Linked DNA regions of Sus scrofa: region 2 is linked to region 1. Evidence: chromatin contacts called from public HiChIP or PLAC-seq data. All regions are on one chromosome and are shown on one strand. The core of a region is the stretch at or near the end of the contact, and the rest is flanking DNA. Distances in the headings are between cores, read along the strand shown.

Region 1 (5,653 bases), core at 3,139-5,638:
CCTTTTACCAGAGTATTTGACAGAGCCAAAATGTTTAATTTTGGTGAGTCTAAATTTACAAATTTTCCTTTTATAGATTGTGCTTTTGATGTCAAGTCTTAATCTATGTCTGGCTCTAGATCCTAAAGATTTCCCCCAAATCTGTTTCTTTTAGCCAATTTAATAAGATTAACATTGTTAAATTTTTGTCTTAATCTCCAATTCTGTCTATCCTACTTAGAAGAGAAAGTTTTAGAAACAAGTACTAGAAGATCAAAATCTTCCAGACAGGTTTATTTGGTGAGCTTAGCTAAATTTACTTTTCCTCTTCTGTGGTTATGAGGAGACTCTGTGAGTCAGAGTAAATCCCAGCATGAATTCCATAACAGAAAACTCCCATTATCATTAGCTTTCATAATGAAATAAATTACTTGGTGCTTTTCCTTCATTAGTTACAATTGTAATTCTGATGTTATTTGAGAAAGATTGGGTGATACAAAAACCTTTTGTCCTTTAAAAAGGAGCAATATTAATCAGAAATGAAAGAGGACCATTTTTTTCTGAGTGAATCCAAATGCAAATTATTCCCTTCGTGGATTCGTTATTCTTAACCGTATTTTTGACCTATATTCAATCACAAAATTAGAACAATAGGATATTTTTCCACCAAGTCACAACTATTCCTTACCATAACGTGAGTTAACGAATGTAGGGAACGCAGTTTTCTTCTGTATTATATCCCATGTGTAGCACCTACTATGACAGATGCTCAAAAGGTATTTGTGGAATGACTGAATGCATGAATAAATGAGTATTACCACTAATTATTTATTCAGGGAATTGAGGAGAGTCATCACTACAAGAAAGTTAAGAGCAGTGACTTCATTTAGTGTTCTACTGATAAATAAGACAACAATGGAGAACAAGGCAAGAGTGTCTCAGGCTGGTTACCTTGGAGAGGAAGGTGTCTTTCTACACTTCCCTGGTAATATACAGATTCAGGTTCTGAGGTTTATGTTCTACTGATTCACCTATATTCATTTCTGAACTGGAAGTAACCCAAATGGGCAATATGGATATCTATGTCTATCACTCAGGGATATTAGCCTTATTCAAGCACTCAGTATTTGGTGGGCTTTTGCTAAATCTCTGTGAACCTTCATCCTCTTTGAACTGCTGTAACTTCTCCTAGCTTCTTCTCTTAGTGTCCAGCCTTAGTTTTGGACACCTGGTTATATTCCTGCCAAGATTAACTAGCTCCCCACTCTAAATCTTAAGTCACACCTTATATGTCACCTAGAATTAACTGCTGTTAACATTTTGTTGTATTTCCTTACAATCTTAATTTGCAATTGTCATACATGCCTATGCTCCTTCCGGAATGCCTAATGCTCTGTCATCACTGGCCCTTACCTCATGTTTTTCCTTCTTGAATACTCCCTGCCTGCTATGCTCTTATAATTCCCATCTGACAATACACACTTCTACTTTTGTGCAGTTAACTTATTCCCTCCTTTTCCTTGTTCAAACATTACTTTCTCCATGAAGTCTCCCATCCTCTTAAACCAATCTAATGTGCTTGGGTACTAATGTACCTATTATCCTCACTCTGAGTGTAAATATGCCTGTCAGATGCTGCCACAGATTTTCAGCTTTTCTCGGACAAGGGCCATGTTTAAATGATTAGCCATGCTGTCAAGATGTCAGGGGTGTTTTTCATATGTAGACAACAGGTTTCTAACCTTGGCAATATGTAGGAAAGATGAGTGTGGAGCTGAGAAACAGTGAGCCCTATCTGGAACTTTCTATCTTGTTTAGCAGCCTAAAGTTTAGGGCAAGGCAACTGTCAGTCCTAGTGAGGAAACTCACAGGCAATCTATTTTTATCACAGCTCAGGCCAAGCATGAGGAGGGTGCACAATAGCCAAGATGTGTATATGTTTCTGCTGCCCTTTGAGAAACAAAATTTTACCTACCATGATGAATCTTTGCATTCTGAAAAATGCTACAGCCACTTTTCATGCATAGCAAATTCATTTACTTGATTTTATTATCTAAACAAAATTTTACCTACCATGATGAATCTTTGCATTCTAAAAATGCTACAGCCACTTTTCATGAATAGAAAATTCATTTACTTGATTTTATTATCTTCTACTGACATAAGCATAGGTTACATTCTGGAGACAAGTTGTACATTTCATGTATATAATAAATACAGCCCTGTTTTATTTTATTTATTTAGTTTAGTTTCATTTAGATTATAAAATTGCACACTTTTCCTAGTTTATGTTGTAAACAAACCAAACATTTCCTTTTTTCTCCCTAAAAGAGATCCAAGTTCTGCGTGGGGAACATATTACTTTGTAAATGGGAGTGCTAGTTAATTGAAACATTAGTCAGTTTGAGACACCTATGTTATAACAGACCCAGGAAAAACAAAATCTGAGAGATTTCATCACCATTAGTCCTGCCTTATCAGAAATGCAAAAGGTTGTACTTTAAACTGAAAAAAGAATGGTATTTCCTTCTATTGTATCAAGCCAGACTCTTTTTAGTCTCAAAGATTTATAGATATGAAATTTAAGAAAACTCATTTTATGAAAAAAAAGGAAGTTTTTATTACCATAAAGTTTTAGTTTGCTTTAGAGAAAAATTCAAATCAAACAAGTTCAAGCTACTAATTACATGAATATTTATTTTGCCAGATTCTAGTCTAACCATGCATAGAAGGAAGGAGAAATGAACACGAGGTGGTCAAATTCTATTTGATTAGAGATGTAATCAAAATTATGACTCTCTCTCTCTACACACACACACACACACACACACACACACACAATATGCTTGATGCTATTATAACATGTCAGGCTAAATTAATTTGAATTAACTAAGTTTCTTTCTTTCAGTTCCTAACTGGTATTAACATATTCTGTGCTTAGTCTTATAAGCTAACACCTGTGATCCCCATTAACTAAGCATAATATCTCACAGATACCACGAAAGCTCTGTTGAGTTAGGAAATCCATTACTACAGAAATCATGACTAAAAGAACTCTGAAATTCTAGAATATTTAGCACTTATATAGTAGGAATTTCTCAAATGCTTAAATCCAGGAAGGGCCATATTGTAATTGTTTTTGGGGAAAACAGAGGGGTGACCTCATCAGACAGCATTCCACGTTCTTGCTGATGTACAAAAAGTACACGGAAAGAGGCCAAGTAGGAGGTGGTCTAAAAAGCAGTAGGAATCAGCCTAAGTCTCTGAACAATGCTATTAAGAATAAAGTTCAGTTCAGTGAGTAAGCATGGAACTGAGAGCAATCATGTGACTCAATAATATCTGTACTTGTAAATGGAATACATAGAGCTAAAAAAGTATCAAAAGTAAAAACCTTGTTCAGAAGAAAATTACAGGAAATCACACTTACATATATACAAACATGTGTCCCAACAAGCCAGCAATTTTGGTTCTGCTTAGTTTGCAACTCTCTTCAGGGCTTTCTTCAGAGCAAGCTTGACATCCTTGTTCCTTAGACTATAGATGAGGGGGTTCAACATGGGTACTATATTGGTATAAAATATTGAGAAAAACTTCCCCTGGCACATAGAACCATCAGAAGAGGTCTTGAGATGTGTGAACAACCCAGAACCGTAGAAGAAGGCAACTGTTATTATGTGAGAGTCACAAGTACTGAAGGCTTTGGACCAACCTTGAGCTGATGAGATGTGGAGGATATTGGAGAGGATCAAAGCATAAGAAAAAAAAATAATTAAGCTAGATATTAGTACAACTGTACTCACAATAATGGAATCTACTAGCTCATTGGCATAGGCACTGCTGCAGGACAGCTGGAGGAGGGGGACGATGTCACACATGTAATGGTTGATGAGGTTGGAATCACAAAAGGACAATTTGACCATGTTACCTGTGTGGACCATGGCACCAGCAAATCCCATCACATATGAACCAAACATCAGCAGAGAACAGACCTGAGGGGACATGGTGATTGTGTACCAAAGGGGCTTACAGATTGCCACATAGCGATCATAGGCCATGGCTGTCAACACATAGCACTCAGAATGGACAAAGAAACAGAAAAAAAACAGCTGAGTCATACATCTTGCAAAGGAGATGATGTTCTTCTCTGACACAAAACTCATTAGCAGTTTAGGAGTAATGACAAAGGAATGGCAGAGATCTATGAAGGAAAGGTTGAAGATGAAAAAATACATGGGAGTGTGAAGGTGACAGTCCAGGCATATCAGATTAATTAAGCTCAAATTTCCTACCACAGTGACCATATAGTTTAATAAGAAGAGGAAGAAGAGGGGTAACTGGAGTTGAGCTTGGTCTGTAAATCCTATGAGGATGAACTCAGTTACTGATGAGTCATTTTCCCCAGCCATTATCTGCAGGGGTGTGATCTGTGAGGAAATGAGAGAAGAATGTCACATTAGGACAGAACTCAGATTCTTTGTTTCAAGAAGATTTGCTCCACTGGGGCTCAACTGTGACAGCTGGGATGATGTTCTGCAAAAAGAGCCAGAAAGCAATGACTTGTACCTTTTGACTTTCATCTCTCATCTGTCCTTTCCTTCTCTGTTTTCAAATCTCAGCTGCAACTCCTTACCTCCCCTGGGCTGACACAATCCAGGATAAAGTCTTTTAGCAGGGGCTCAAAATGATGCCCACATTTGAGAGGTAAGGAAACAATATCTTGAAGAGATGAGTAGCCTGGCCAAGGTGATAGGGTAACAGGGAAAGCAGTCCAGAGTGGTACTTTGGAATACTTCCTATGGAAATTCCTGAAGCTTGGGACAACGAGGTCACCAGGATCCCTATAGCGCCCATTACTCAACCCATTCTCCCCTCTCACCTTTCAGAAACTCAGTACCTGGCTGAGTGAGAGTGCTGAGTGTCCCCTAGACCCTGCATTTCTCCTGCCCTTTCCCTTTATCCAATCAATTGTTTAAGAAGGGCAGGTGGCCTCCCAGACCTCTTTACTATTATAGCAGTAGAAACGAAAACATCAGAACAGAGAAGACGCAGCAGCCCAACTTCTGTTTACATGGACACCTTACTACTAGTGTTCTAGTGTTCTTTTTCCAGGACTCTAGTGTTCTTTTTCCATCCCCTTGCCTGAAGGAGACAAAAGTTCTGACAAAGGAGGAGGCAACATTCGCTATTTGTGGATTTGCATATAATGTCTTCAGGGAAAGGCAAAGGAATCAACCTTTTGTTTCCAAACCATCAGCTGACTAATAGTGTGGATGCATCTTATTCTCTGTGGATCTCAGGAACTTCTTTGGAAACTTAGAAAATTAGCTTCATTAAGGATCAAAGTTTGATCAGGCTCCTCAGGGAAGAAATTACTGAGCCTGTGTTTACATCACTTGTCAGTAAGTTGATACTGGTGCCTTTTGGGAGTCAGCATTGTTCTCCAAGTATCAGTTCACATTAAGAATTTCAAATCTTCTGTGCAGGGAAGGAGTAGCCTCCATTGTATTCCCAGTTAACTTCAGAGCTCACCCTTGATTCTAAAAGAGGAGTGTTCAGGGGCAGAGTCATTTCCGAGACTGTTTTTTTTTACATTTTCTGTGACTCACAGTCTTTCATAATATCCATCTTTTGTAGTTCACATATATAGAGAATTATAACAGGGAAATGTTAA
Region 2 (5,332 bases), core at 2,113-4,612, 260 kb before region 1:
GCCAGCCTACGCCAGAGCCACAGCAACGGGGGATCCGAGCCACGTCTGCAACCTACACCACAGCTCACGGCAATGCCGGATCGTTAACCCACTGAGCAAGGGCAGGGATCGAACCTGCAACCTCATGGTTCCTAGTCGGATTCATTAACTACTGCGCCATGATGGGAACTCCCGCTTCTGTTTTATTTATACTCAATTCAATATTTTATTTGAGGATTGGGAAAAGCCAGAACTATATACAAAGATTACTGCATTCACAAAACTAGGGTTCTTACGAGACCTGGGGAAAAATGAAGCTCTAGAGGATAATACCTCAAGATGCCAAGGATAAAGGATTACAGACTAACTTTTTTGCATGTGGAGGGCTCTTCTAACTGGATGTTGGAAGGTGTCAGGTTTCTGAAGGGCAAATATCATGAACTATATATGTATATATACTCAAAGAGTAGTATCTAATATTTGAAAGTGAAATGCAGTTTCTTTTGTCCCTTGGCTTACAACTGCAGAGTTATAAGATTAGCTTTTTAGGGCCATACCCTCGGCATATGAAGGTTCCCAGGCAAGGGGTCCAATCGGTGCTATAGCTGCCGGCCTGAGCCACAGCCACAGCAACATCAGATCTGAGCCACGTCTGTGACCTACACCACAGCTCATGGCAACACCAGATCCTTAACCCACTGAGTGAGGCCAGGGATTGAACCCGCAACCTCACGGTTCCTAGTTGGACTTGTTTCTGCTGTGCCATGGCGGGGATGCCTGGAAAGAGCTGGTTTATCACCATGTTCCGACACAACCTGGGTAAAAAGGAACCAACACCACATGTTGCAAGTTTCTCTGTACTAGATAGTGGCCAATGGGCTGTGCAAAGCACAAAAATCCCACTGGAGGAAAAATCCCTGGATCAGTAACACTGTAGCAATCACCCAAAATGATTCTGAACACAAAATGAACCCAGCTCACCGTCTTTCTTCTTTTGCTTTAAGAAATTTTTCCTCAAGACGAGCAATTTCATCACAAATAGCAGCATTTTCCTTTAAGAAAAATTTTGAATACAATCACACAAAATGAATACAAAGTCAAAGTATTATGTTGGGAAGAGGAGCAATATTCCAAATCAAAGAAGTCTGTGTGGCTGAGAAGCGCTAATCTGTCTACCTTACAAACTGTAAACCTGTAAGTAAAGGTAGGGTCAAGTTCTACTCTGCGCCACGGTAATTTACAGAAACTGGGGCACCTGTGAGTGAAAAGGAGGAGCTATTAATGATTTTGCTAGAACATGGCAAGGTAGGGATGTCCTAGGCAAACCAAAATGTATGGTCACCTTTAGTAGGGCCAGCTTTTAACAGAGAAAAGGGCATACTGCTAAAATCCACAGAAGCTTAAATTCAATGCTATAATATGGAGAAAAGTTCATTCCCAAGTGTCTTGACACCTGGGGAGCTTACAAAACCAACCCACACTAAAGGATCCCATGCAGTATGAACCTTTAAGAGAAAATCTGGATGGAACAAAATCAAGTCTAACCCATAAAATTCTCTGTGTGTGTGTGTGTGTGTGTGTGTGTCTTTTTAGGGCCACACCTGCAGCATAGGGAGGTTCCAAGGCTAGGGGTTGAATCGGAGCTGGTGCTGCCGGCCTCTGCCACAGCCACGCCAGATCCGAGCCGAGGATGGCAACGCCGGATCCTTAACCCACTGAGCAAGGCCAGGGATGGAACCTGCAACCTCATGGTTCCTAGTCGGATTCGTTTCAGCTGCACCACAAAGGGAACTCATCTCTTGAGTTTTTTTTTTTGTCTTTTGTCTTATAAAACTCTTAAACTTCGTAACCTATTTATGTATACTGAAGGGTTATCTTTCTTTACTGATGACTCAATCTATTTCCCAAGCACGAGTCCTGAGGGGAGTGCTTCAATCTGGGTGTTCCATACTTGGGACCTCAAATTTGAACGTTCAAAACAGTATCCCCTTTCTTCACAAAATCTACTTCAGGGGCTTAATGGAAACAATACTCTTCTAACAACATAGGCATCTTTGACATTTAGGCGACAAAAGAATGGTAACACTTAGATACCAAATCCTCTTAATTCCACTTTTCTTATTTCTCTCTAGTGCACGTGCCAAGTGCTAAATAAATGTTTTTGGAATGAATGTTCTAATTTCTAAAACTTTCCTCACACTTCCAAAGACCTGAGGGACATTCAAGCTTCAGGTGGAAAAGGTAAGGTGGTGATTCAGATGGGAAGACATCTGAGGACTCCACTTCCTATTTCCAAGCACTGGAGTGAGCCTGAGCAAGCCTGAATATTGTAACCCTTAGTAATGACTAGTAAACCAGTTCATTCATCCAATAAACCCAGGACCTCTACAATAAAGAAGGGTAGAAACACTCAGAAGACTCAAAAGTGGTTGGAAGGAGGGATAATTGAATGCTTCATGTGCCTTTTCGGGGGAAAAAAAAGGGTCAATTACCGCGTGTGTTGTGGGCCTTGGGAAACAGGCTGTGTAATGGAAGTAATAAAGAAACTAGAATCAGGTGTTCTGAGTTGGGAGTCTGAGTCCTGACACAGTGGCCGTGAGCAAATCATCTCTGCCGGCTTCGGTGTTGCTATTCTAAAAAGTGCCTTATTCTCAGGTTTCTCTCGAGAATAAAAAGCCTTTCAAAGAGTTTTGCGGTAATAACGATAATGACTAAAACTTATTGGCGCTTCTGGCTGACGAGGTCTTTACTTTCCTCATTTAATCTTCTTGAACTCTGCTAGGTAGTTATTCGATCTCTTTTGCAAATGAGGAAACAGGATTATAGATATTACACCATTTGTCCAAGGCACAAGGCTTACAAGAAGTAATGTAAATCGTAAAAGCTAACACTGTATTAATACTGCCACTCTGGGAAAGGGCACAGTTTGGGGAAAAGATTTCGCGCGTCAGGAGAGTCTCGAGGCGGAGAAGGGCTGGGCGCTGGTCACTCACAAACACCGTGGCTTTGGCCGCCTTGCGCAGCCGCAGGTACTTGAGCCGGTACTTCTCGTTCTGGCTCTTCTTCGGGAGCTTTTTCATCCTGGCCCTGCTGGACTGCAGCGGGGCCCGCGGCGAGGAAGCCAGGCCGCCCAGCAGGCTCATGGTCCGGCCCCGCTACGGGGGCTCCAGGGCGCGGCCTGCATCAGCTCCTCGGACTCAGAGCGGCCTCAAGCGCCGGCTTCGTACGGGTCTGGGCTGGCGGATGCGGGCTTCTAAGGAACCGACCGCCCCAGAACGTCCCTGAAGGGCACAGCGGAGCCAGAAACCCAGCAGCCAACCCGGCTCCTGGTGCCTCCTTGCACTTCCGCGTCTGCTTCGGAAGTCAGTTCTGCCGGAAGTTACGTCTCGGCGCCGGCCGCGTGTAACTTCCGGGGCTGGGAGCCGGGTCGGTCCGCAGGGCACGCCCATCTGAGGCCCCGGAGGCGGGGATAGGAAAGTGGGCGGTCTAGGTGGGAAGGAGGGCGGTGGGAAGTGACCCTCTGAGATTCGCGCCTGTGTGTGCTTAGCTGAGGCGTGTTGTTGTCGAGCTAAAGAGGAACAAACAAAAAATCTTACACGGGCCTATCTCATATACGCTCTCCAAGCCGAGCCACAGAATTAAAAAAAAAAAAAAGATTTATTATGTGCATATATATTATATATGTGTATATATGTGTGTGTGTATATATATATAAAATCAGTCCCGCAGATACATATATACACATATATAATATATATGCACATATATCAATATATGTGTGTGTATCTATATTTTGGGGGGGGGCGCACCCATGGCATATGGAAGTTCCCAGGCTAGGGGTCACATCAGAGCTGTAGCCGTTGGGCTACACCACAGCGACGGGCAATGCCGGAAACCAGCCGCCTCTGCGACCTACACTACAGCTCACGGCAACAACGTCGGATCCAGAACCGGCAACTTCATGGTTCCTAGACAGATTCGTTTCCGCTGAGCCACTACAGGGAACCCCTGTTCTTTTTTAAATATTTTTTTTCCATCATGTTCTATTCCAGGAGATTGGGTATAGTTCCCTGTGCTATACCATAGAACCTTGTTTATCCATTCTAAATGTCACAGTTTGCATGTACTAACTCCAAACCCCTAATCCATTCCACCACACTGCATTTCAACATCACTTTTCCACACTTCATACAGACTGACCTTCCTAGATTGTAGGATGCACATGAAAGCAGTGCTGGGACTGTGGCTTTCCTTTCTTCCTTCCTTTATACAGCTTGCACAGGTGTTTCTTGAGAGCCTATTACACTGTGACTTTACTGGGAGCTGGGACTACAGTGGTGAATAGAAAAAAAGGCTTCTGCTCTCAGATTAGAATCTAGTATGGAAGATGGAAGGGATTTAACTGGCAGTTTTAATAACTTGCGCCAAGTGGGCACTCAGTAAATATCTGCCTAATGAAATCAAAAGTATGTTTCCGTGCCTACACTTGTATTTATAAAGCTCTTTGTAACCAAAGACTATCTAAAATCATCAAGTAAGTAAGGTGAACAGTTTTTTAGAATGCAATCTTGGTAAATGCGCTGGGCTGAAAGGCAGAAAACTTGTAGTATTCATTTTTCTCCCAGCAATTCCACTAACTAGCTGAGTGAGCCTCTGGGTTACCGGTTTTTCCTTTCGAAACTGAATATACTCTTTAGAATAATGAAGTGAAAGTTATAAAGGTAATGAAGTGAAAAGTACTCTGTTGATGTATAATTACTGTTCTATATACTCAAAATTTAGGCTTTTAGAATTGTATATGGAAATTAAGGAAAATATGTGCAGAGTTAAAACAATAAATTCAATAAGTTACTGGAGAAAAAGCTTACGCTAAAATAAGTTTGAAAAAAAAAAGAGTTTTAGAATCGATAACCCAGGTACCTCATTTTTGGAAATTGTAAGAATAATGACAAGAGTCTTTACAAAATGGTTTTAACACAGAAAGCTTACAAAAGTCCTTTTGGTCCATCCATATTGTCAGCTTCCCTGTTGGACCTAGCTAGGTTTCAAAAGAGCAATTCCTTATGGTTCTAGTGTGCTTTTACAAGCATAGGCAAGGCAGGAGTATAGATTCATTTTTGGAAATTGCAAAGGATACTTTCAGCCTACAAAATATCCATACTCATGCTTTTCATACTGTAGACTGGAATTTAGCCTTGGATCCTGAAAATAGATAGTTCCGATTAGCAGAGAGAGTCCTTCCATCCTTCCTCCCTCTTTTTTTTCTTTTTGCTTTTTAGGGCTATGTCTGAGACCTATACCACAGCTCACAGCAACGCTGGATCCCCGACCCACTGAGCAACTGAGCCAGGCC

The links. HiChIP or PLAC-seq counts read pairs in DNA pulled down with a chosen protein or histone mark.
Region 2: an H3K27ac HiChIP or PLAC-seq map of alveolar macrophages shows a contact between it and region 1. The contact joins the promoter of TBRG1 here to the promoter of LOC100739156 in region 1. A contact is called at or near these places in 1 of 47 Hi-C or Micro-C datasets (embryonic fibroblasts) and 1 of 2 datasets of contacts at active chromatin or transcription factors (alveolar macrophages).

What each region holds. Positions count from the first base shown.
Region 1 is chr9:51,602,435-51,608,087 of Sscrofa11.1, reverse strand. LOC100739156 (olfactory receptor 143-like) reads right to left here and starts at 4,388. Exons shown (of 1, transcript XM_005667474.2): 1 at 3,456-4,388. The coding sequence starts at 4,388. The coding sequence ends at 3,456. The region is part of intron 1 of LOC100524098 (olfactory receptor 151-like); the gene reads right to left.
Region 2 is chr9:51,863,342-51,868,673 of Sscrofa11.1, reverse strand. TBRG1 (transforming growth factor beta regulator 1) reads right to left here and starts at 3,362. Exons shown (of 9, transcript XM_003130020.4): 1 at 2,973-3,362; 2 at 961-1,031. The coding sequence starts at 3,122.